Linked DNA regions of Anser cygnoides: region 1 is linked to region 2. A link is a contact called in public Hi-C data. All regions are on one chromosome and are shown on one strand. The core of a region is the stretch at or near the end of the contact, and the rest is flanking DNA. Distances in the headings are between cores, read along the strand shown. Region 1 holds the start of LPIN3 (lipin 3). Region 2 overlaps TOP1 (DNA topoisomerase I).

Evidence for each region. Hi-C and Micro-C count contacts between places; a contact is called where the count stands out from the background.
Region 1: a contact with region 2 is called in a Hi-C map of liver, with 5 times the contacts expected there. The contact joins the promoter of LPIN3 here to the enhancer-like site in region 2. A contact is called at or near these places in 2 of 7 Hi-C or Micro-C datasets (both in liver).

Annotation. Positions count from the first base shown.
Region 1 is chr16:14,376,828-14,381,539 of Taihu_goose_T2T_genome, forward strand. LPIN3 (lipin 3) reads left to right here and starts at 2,780. Exons shown (of 20, transcript XM_066978539.1): 1 at 2,780-2,922. ZHX3 (zinc fingers and homeoboxes 3) reads right to left here and starts at 4,410. Exons shown (of 4, transcript XM_013192941.3): 1 at 4,260-4,410.
Region 2 is chr16:14,242,962-14,247,406 of Taihu_goose_T2T_genome, forward strand. The region is part of intron 2 of TOP1 (DNA topoisomerase I); the gene reads left to right. Among named protein-coding and RNA genes, the nearest start is that of TOP1, 28 kb to the left of the region's middle. Within about 2 kb of position 3,175, at least 1 of the 3 cell types and tissues checked has open chromatin away from gene starts, as enhancers often do. A contact at or near this core is called in liver, where this site is marked.

The sequences.
Region 1 (4,712 bases), core at 1,530-4,029, 130 kb after region 2:
GCACTGCTCCTCGTGAAGGACACTCTGCAGGCCACATTCCAAGGCTCTCTCCCCACCCTGTTCCTGACCTGGCCCTCTCAAGCATCCTTGTATTAAGAGGAGAAAAAAAAAAAAAAGCTACGGGGCTCTTCTCCTTGCTCTGGAACAGCCTCCCTCGAAGTCTCTCCCCCAAAAAGACCTGCTCAGAGGAAAGCAAGCGAAGCCCTATCACCCAGGCTGAGTTTCCGAGCGTTACTGGACGGGATCATTTGGGTGGAACCCAAATGGAAACTCTGCAACCCTAACAACAGGCTGTTTGCTTTTCCAAGCAAGTGCTAAAACACACGGGGGGCCTGGCTGGGGCAGCGAGGGTGGTGCTTGCCATCGGGAGTGATACAAGCGCCATCCCTGAAGCTGAACGCAGAGCTTATAAGGCTCGCTTCCCAATGTTTAAATGTAAAATAAATAATGATGTAGGAATAAGGAGTGAAGAGGACACAGATAAAGGGAGTTTGGTTAAATATCTCCCTATCAGCTCTGTGGGGAAAGGCGAGGGCACCGGTACACCACTCTGAAAGGAGAGAGGAAAGAATCACAGGATCCTTTAGGTTGGAGAGCTGATGGAGGAGGTTCTGAAACATATGGGAACATCCTCCTTGTGAAGATGAGCCGTGGCTGCAGTGACTGCGACTGCCTCTGGTGACAAACAAACCGCTTTGGCTCTCCTCTTGTGCCATATGTCATCACCAGCTCCTCCGCGTCCACCGCAGCCCTCAACCAACCAAGGCTTTCCCAGTGATTTCACTTCAAGCAAACTCGCTCCATCTGCATTTTAAGCTTTGTTATTTAGAACATTTGTCCAGAGAAAAAAAAAACACACCAGAAAACAAACAAAGAATGGGAGAAGTACATGACTTTTTCTTCTTTTTAATTAGAAACATCACCCTTCTCCGACTCAACAAAGCAAGAAAGCCATCACAGCTGAAAGAGGGCAAGAGATGCTGCAGACCTTCCCCACCATCTTACTGCCAGTCCCGCAGCAAGCAGGATCTCCTCCAGATGAGCCTCTGCAACAGGACCTAGCTTTATTCCACCTGGAACAGGTGCCTAAGTCATAAACATCATCATCCCAGGCTCCTGTTTAATTAATGCACAGGGAGAAGCACCTCCGGGGGTGAATCAGAGTCTGGACGGGGTGAATCACCCTCAGGAATGACAAATCTGTGCCCCGGCGAGGTGGGAGGAACCCAGACCTGGCGCTGGGTTCCTGCTGCCCCGAGCAATCCCCGGATTTCAGGGCCAGGCCAGCTCCCTGCGAGAAGAAGGGCGACAGCAACTTGCACGGACAGCGAGCAAACTCGGGATCCGCTCCCACCGCCTCCCCGTGGGATGGATCCCCCCTTGTGCCTTTTTCCATGCAAATCAGGTAGAAAAAGACAGAAAGGCAAGATGTCAGAGGTGGGAAGCGAGGCCTGCCCTAGCGAGGCAGGCGGCACCGAACCAGCAGCCGCGAGTTTGCTCGGGCGCTTATGCAAGCTGGAAGGGCCGAGCAGGACGGTGGCGCCGGGGGAAACGTCTGTTCCCATCTTCTGCCTTTTGTTTGCACGGATTTCCACAGACTCTAAATTATTTGTTTCCATTCCCAACAGCCTTCCGAGTGAGCTACAGCCCTGTCTGCACCAGGCAGGAAACGAGCAGCCCGGTGCCCGGGAGGGGATGCACGCAGGTCTCCCAGGGCTCGCCGCCTCCGAGGGCCAGCCCCGAGGTCGGTGATGACAACGAAGAGTGAAGCCAAGCACCGGCCTCACACTGCTGAAGTCAGTGTTTTGCTGGAAACCTCGGAGCAGGCTCCCCGAGGACCTTGCCCAGCCTCCAGACCCACTTCACGGCAGGCCACGCAAACGGGGAGCGGCTCGGTAAGGGCCGGACGCGGCGCTCCCTGCTCACCGGCGAGGGGACACCAAGTTTGAGGTTTTTTACGAGCTCCCAGAGTAGCTGGCGGAGCTGCTTCACACACCAGCACCATAGTAACCGGAGCAGAAGATAAAGAAAATAGCATAGCTCACATCCACGGAGGCAGCACATTTTTGGAAGGGGAGAAGAGGAGGTCTGAATAGGGAAAGGAAAAGCTTGCTGCTGTGCACCCTTAAAGCCACCCGAGTGCTGCCACTGCCCGCCCCGGGGCTCCCCGCAGCACCCACCACTGCCGACGGGAGGCAGAAACCCACAGCGGGCAGGTCCGGGTCAGCAACCATCCCACCGACAGCGAGGTGTTACCAGGAGCGACTCGGGGGCTTCAAATCGCCCCGGCTTTCTTACAGCAGCAAGAGCTGGGGAGGCTGAACCCCGTCAGGGAAGCCCCTGCCGAACCCCAGCCGTCTCCAGTCCCGTTAGGGGATGCCACAGACTAGGCTGTGTCGGAAACAAAACGCAGCCCCACGGCCTCCTCTTCGCCACCCCCAGAGGTGGGTCAGGGCCCAAAGACCGCGCGGGCATTACTGTGCCGCACGTTACTGCGACGAGTTAGGAGGAAACAATAAAGGGGCCGAAGCAGCCTGCTGCCTCCGCCGAGCTGCGGATCCAGAGCTGTAAAACACGCCGAGGTCACAGTCCCAGCCCGGCTAACCGGAGTTATCAGTAAATTGCAGCTTCCCCCAGCAGTAAATAGGAGGCTCGCTTTGATTTGTTTGCCTCTCATCTGGCGTTCTGCGTTAGTTTTCTTTTCCTCTTCCCCCTCCTCAGCCCTTAAAGAGCGATCGGTTGGGAGTAAGCCGCTCCGGACAGCGAAGCGCACTCCTGGCTCCGCACCCGCGGAGATTCGCCCCCCTCGGGGAGCCGGCGGCGGGGGCCAGCAGCTGGGCCGGGACGAGGAGGGTGCCCGCGGGGGGCTGAAGGCTCCTCGGGGGCTGGCAGCCGAAGAAGGGCCGGCACGGAGCCCTGCAGGTACCCCGCGGGACGCAGCTCGCCCCCCCCCCAAGCCCCCCGTCCCGCAGGGGCTCACAGCCCTCCTCCGGGCACCCGGGGCTGGCGCGCAGCACCCCGCGGGGCGCCCAGGACGGGGCTCGGGGGGCCGGGCGCTCCCGGCGGGGGGGGGGCACCCCCAGGACGAGCACCCCTGGGCCCCCACCCCCCCGGGACCCCCGCCCCAGCCCCTCGGCCGCCCCGCGCACAGGGCACACGGAGCCCCCCCGGCGGCGGCAGCAGCCCCCGCTCAGCCCCCCCCCCCCCCTCCCCGAGCCCAGGGGCCGCAGGCTGAAGCCCCCTCCCCGCGGCTCGGCTCCTACCTGCCGAAAGCGGCCGGGCACCGCCTCCCTCCCGCCGGGGCGGCCCCGCTGCCCCCGGCGCCCCCCGAACCGGGCAGCCCCGGCCCCCCCGCCCGCCCTCCCTCACCTGCCGGGGCCGCCCGGCTGGGGACGGCGGGGAGGAGGCGGGCACCGAGGGGAGGCGGCGGCGGCCCCGGACCCTCCCCCGCTCCCCTCCTCCTTCCCTCCCCCAGGCACTCACCCCCGGCCGAGGGCCCCGGCACCGGCACCGGCCCCGGCGGCTGAGCGGGGCGGGCGGGCGCCGCCGCCGAGCGCAGGCATGAGCGCGGGGCGGGCGGGCGCGACACACAGCGGCATCAGCGCCGGGGGAGGGCGGGAGGGAGGCGGGGGGGGGGGGTGACGTCACCGCGGCGGCGCGCGCGCGCGGCTCGGCAGCGGGGGCGCGCGTCCGTGTCAGAGCGCGGCGGCCGCGGGGGGCCGGGCGCGCGCCCCCGGGGGGCCGGCAGCCGCGGGGCGCGCTCCCGGGGCTGGGGCAGCGCCTCGGGGGCTGCGCGTTACGGGCGGCTCAGGGAGCGGCCGGGGCGGGCAGCCGGGGGCTCCCGGGCAGCCGCGGGCTGGGGGCTTCCCTCCTCGCCCCCTTCCCTAGGGTGCCCCGCGTCCCCCGACAGCCCCGGCCCCCGGCGGCCCCCGCCTGCGGGAGCTGCCGCGCTCCGGTTTTTCTTTCCGAGGGGGCTCGAGCCCTTTGTTTCGGGGCAGGAACGCGAACTTTCAGCAGGTCAGAAAGTGGGAGGTCAGATCCAGATCGGCGGAGCGGGTTTATGGAGCAGGACGGGCGGTTTTCAGCCGGTCCCGTGGCCAGAATTCAGGCTTTTCCGATGCTTGCAGTTGGCGACTGGGGATGGCATTTCTTCCTCTCGGGGCAAAATGGCTTTCCACCCACTCCATCACATGCCACGCCAGTCTGACCTGATCTTTCTGGTAATGGAAAAGAGAAAAAAAAAAAAAAAACCAACCCACCCTGCGTTTTGCTGTTGCATTCCTGGCTCCAGAACCTCCCCGAGCTAGCGGGACACCTGAGCCTTGCTGCCTTTTGCTTTTGCTTTTGCTGGATGGGAAGCTCACCCCGTCCAGCTGCGCTGACGGCGTTCCTGCCTCGCTCCCCGCGTCCTCTTTTGCTGAATCACCCCTTTCACCAGCCCGCGCAGCTCTTTGTTGAGCCGGGGAAGGAAATCGGAGCGGCCAGCTGAGCGAGGCAGGAAGCACCGTGCTGCCGGGCGCTCTCCCTGCTTTCAAAAGGCTGCTTCCCCCTGCGAGGTGCAGGGGCAGCGACGCAGGGCTTGGGAAGGGCTTTTTGCATCCAAGCCTCCGGCCCTGGTGAGGACTCCCCAGCCCCACCAGCCTTGCAGGGGAACATCCCTGCCCGGCTTTGGGGCGCCGTGTTGCTGCTCACCATTGCCCTGTCCCGAATTA
Region 2 (4,445 bases), core at 1,925-4,424:
GTATCAAGGCACTGGACCTGGGGCAGAAATTTCAGCCCATTTGCTCAAGCAGAAGTGTCATGGAAGTAACAAGTAGTTAAAATGTTTTTTTGACATGGTAGTGTGACTTCCCCCCCCCCCCTTTCTTCATACTACATCTTCGGATTTGGAGACAGATTTCAGTCCCAAGAATCAAGTAAGCTTAAATTGCCATTCTGGACATCAGTGTAGATGGTGTTTTGAACAGACAAAATATCAGCATACTTACTAATTGAGGTATTTCTAGGCTGTCTAATGGAGAGAAACAAGTGGGGTATTGCTGGAACCAGAAGGAAAATACAAAAACCCCTTATCCCCAAAACTTCATCTGTTCTTTTGTTATATTTTGCTGTTGGCAGAAACCTGTCTGTAAGCAGGTTGATAAAGTATTCAAATTGTACTTGAAAAAAACTACAAGAGCGTGAACCCAAAGATGGCAAATACGGAAGGCTAGTAGATTTATCTAAAAAAGCTACTGTTGATGAGGAATTGGAGTTACCAGGTGTTTATTTGCCAGCTATCTCACTTAGTTTAAGAGAAATGAGAAGGGCCAGATTGTTGCTCTCATCCTTTCTTCAGTGCTTAAAAAGATGATTCTAAAGCAAACTGCCAACGATATTCTCCCAGATCATATTACTAGCTGCACTGATTTGTTGTACAAGAGCCTATTTCCCTCTATGCAATTTCAGGGTTTAACTAGAAATGTTGCCACAAAAACTGAAATATTAACGTAAGGAGTAGGCCTGCTTCCCTTGATACGTAAGTAAACTTCATTGGGGGAGCGGGGAGAGAAGAGTGCTCAAAAGGATTTTAAAAGCAAACGATCTTTTCATATGAATTAAAAGACTATAGTTCCCTGTACGTTGGTTTTGTGGCCAGCCCAGCCCGTTAAGGCCATTGAGGAGGAGGCTGCTGGCACGCTGCCTCCCCAGGTGCCGACTGCCCGCCGCAGGAGGGCTTTCTCTTCCTGCAGCTCTCTTCTCGTCATGCTGTAGTTAAATAGATGCCTGGCCTTTTACAGCTCTGTTCCTGGATAAAGAGGAAAACTGCACTGTTCCAGTAATACGTGTATACAAGTATTGCAAATAGGGTTATGACTCAGCCTTTCCCCAGAGACTTAATGGCGGGGGGGGGGGGGAGACGACAAAACAGGGCCACAGACCAAAAGTGCTTAGAATTTCCCATCCCTAAATCAGGCGTCCTTGTAATTAAACAGAGTTCAAAGATGAATCAACATACAAAAATGCAGAGCTGCTCGTGATTGTTGGAGGTACAGAGGGAAAGGCAGGAATAGCAGGGGGACTGCGGTAATCTTTTGGAGACATACCAGGCTCAGCATTAACAGACAGGCATCCAGTGCCAGAGACATCAAGCTCTCTAGAACAGAAGAGGTGCCAAACGCTCTGTTTGGGTTAGTGGATACCAAAGGGAGAGCCTTAGGGGTGGTGGATCCCTGCCCAGTGAGCGTAACCCCTGTCCCTACTGTAACCTTGATGCTGGAGAGACTCATTGACTTCTGAAATCCTTTAAATGTCACACGGGTGTTTGGGCATTTGAACTTTGCTCACAGTAGATAGTGGAGTCTGCTAATGCTCCTGGAGAATTAGTCATATATATCTCCTTGTTTAGCACGAGAGGGAGCAGACATAAGGAAAGACATAAAAGGCAGGAAACAAATGTAAATGTGTGTGATAGTGTCTGACCTCACTGCAGCTCATGTGAGGCTGGATCTGGTCAACTGTTAGTTGGCTGCAAGCTGGGGGAGAGTTACTGGAGGCTGAAGGATTCTTCTAGGAATTGATACACGAAGCACATCAAAGAAGATATAGACGGTAGTCATGAGCATTTCCATTGATCTCTTCTGTATTAATGAGGTTTGGTGTGAGGAGCTCCATTGTGTCCTAAAGTTTCGTTCTAAATTCAGTTTTCTGCCGCCTGTGTAATGGGGTGGAGAGGATGTCATACTGGTTTCTGTGAAGTGGGGACACAAACTGGAATAGCTGAACTTGTTTTGTCAGCCACCAAATAACCACCAAGTTGGCCTGCTAGATAAAGCCAGTCTGGAAAAAAATATATGACGTGCTATTGTGTCCTTTTTAGCAATCCAGTCTCCTGAACTGCATTCAGCTCCACCCTCAAAAAAATAAAAATAAAAAAAATCTGAGAGTTTCAATGCCTTCTGGTGATGTTCATGTGTCGGCTCAGGGTTATTTAATAAAAGCTTTAGAAGTTCTCAGTCTTAACCTACCTTATGGCATGGTGTCAGAAAGCGACAGCATGGAGTCTGAGCGCTAGGCAAATATTCCAGAGTAATTTAATTCTTAGGAGATGTGTCTGGGAGGTAGTATGCTTGCCTGCATGGAAGTACTGAATTTCAGGTGTTGTCCGGTGTGTTGAGAGGCCCAGTACGTATCCAGGGTTGACTGCACTCAGGTTAAAGCTCTCCCGCCAGCTTTTCCCTTCTGCTTACAAAACCACGCACACAACCTCCTGTTCCCCAGCCGCTAAGGCCTGCCTTTTAGGCAGAATACCTCTATAAAAAGGCCTTTCTGCTAGAAGTCTTTCAGCAATGGAAAGCTAGGGAAGACAAATGCCACCAAGCAGAGCTAGTTTAATCATTTTTTTTCACTCTTGTACCAGGCTTGCGTTGCCTGAAAGCAATGAGTTATTGGAAGCAGAGCAGAGGATTGCGTTGTTGGGCTCCAGTGACTCCACGGGTATGGCCCTAGAACTACTTCTCAAAAGCAAATACTAATTTCAGCTGGAAAGCACAAGTCAGTTGGAAGGGCATCTGGAGATGAAAGGAAAAGGCTGTTCCATTTTGTGGGGTTTTGCAAAAAATGATCACGTGGCCCTAGACTCTAAAGAGAATAGCATTGAATAGTTGCACACATTTTCCATCAGTTTGTTGTTATAAAAAAATTGCGTGTTGGTTTCTGCTCCCTTAAAAATGAGTATGTTGTAAAATGAGTGTGCGTATTTCTGTGTATAGCATCGTGATGTTTTTTCTAGTGATTTACCTACTCATCAAGTGTCAATAGATGGCTGTTCGCTTCAGCCGGTGCTTTAGGAATTGGGGAGTGAACTCTGTGGAATAAAATGCAGGCAGTTTGCAAACAGCCTGAACTTCCAGCTCCTGGCTAAATTGAAGAATCTGAAGTGTGAAATGTGCTGCGAAAACGCTTTTGCCAGTGAAATGTGTGCTGTCCTGGTGGGAAGGAGAAGGGTACCAAGAAATTGCTTCTTGGCACTTCAGAGAGCGTAGGTGTCCGGTCCCTGCACGGTATGTTAGAGGTTGCTGGCAAATAGGTTTTGTTGTTTGGGTACTTGCAAACTCTGAGGTGGTTATGCTCTAACGCCAAATGTTGCACAAATCCTGCCACATACCTGGGTATCAAAGGGCAGAAAATTCGATCTTGCTCTTCAAATGTGTATGTGGTGTGGAGGGCAGCACCGGGAAGTGTTGCCAAGTTTGGGAGGATCGAGGCAGAAGGCAGGCTGGAGGCTTCAACGTCAACGTTCGTGTGTTGGTTTGTGCTGTTTTCCTGCAGGTGTCTGACAGCAGCACCTGAAGTTAGGGCAGCAGCAGGTTGCGATCTGTGGAAATGTGTGACTGGGGGGCTCCCCACAAAAACCGGTTGAATATTGTGAGTTTGGAAGCACTGGTGTCAGGTAAGGAGAAAAATGAACTTGTGGCAAAAGACGTGGAGGATGAGGCGGTTCCTGGCTGTGCAATGCATTTCCCTTGTGACTGTGGAAATCTCAAACTCCTTCTGTTGCAGTTTCCTATTGTCATACGGGGGCAGTCGCCTTTTTAGAGGCATGTTAACATCTTTACAATCGATTAATCATTACTGCCTTACATCCAAGATCTGTGGTGGAAGTGCTGGCACTATTATCCGAAAGCAGTTGCCAAAGTCATCACAGCCTTTCAGGTATCCTGAAGAGCTATTTAATTTTAGTTGCTTGAGAAATGTGTATAAAAAAAAAAAGAAGTTGAGGGGAGTGTTTTGGCATGGGTTACAGGAGTGACCTTGCCTGCAGGTGGTTGTGCCTTTTGTCCTGAGCTTGAGGTGCTAATTCAGCCTCAGCTCCTTCCTGATCTACTTATAAAGAACATTTATGGGCCTAAAAATGCTCCTCAGTGCTTAGTTAAAATTCCAACTCTGTTGCTCTTTCACTTTGGCGGATCTTGTTTTCTTTGGTGCTTTGGAAGGACCTCATTGTTTATTGCACGGTGCAGTTGTCACCGAGGATGGAAAATGTTACTGGAAGTAGAAATTGATACCACTAAAATTACAGTGTTTGTGTACACTCACTGTGTGTGCCATCTCCTATTTCTGACTCGTCACTTAAATTGGACCGGTCCTGACCTGTGTAGGTGGGTTTCCACCAGCACGTGCTCATTGCAGCTCTCCCGTTGCACT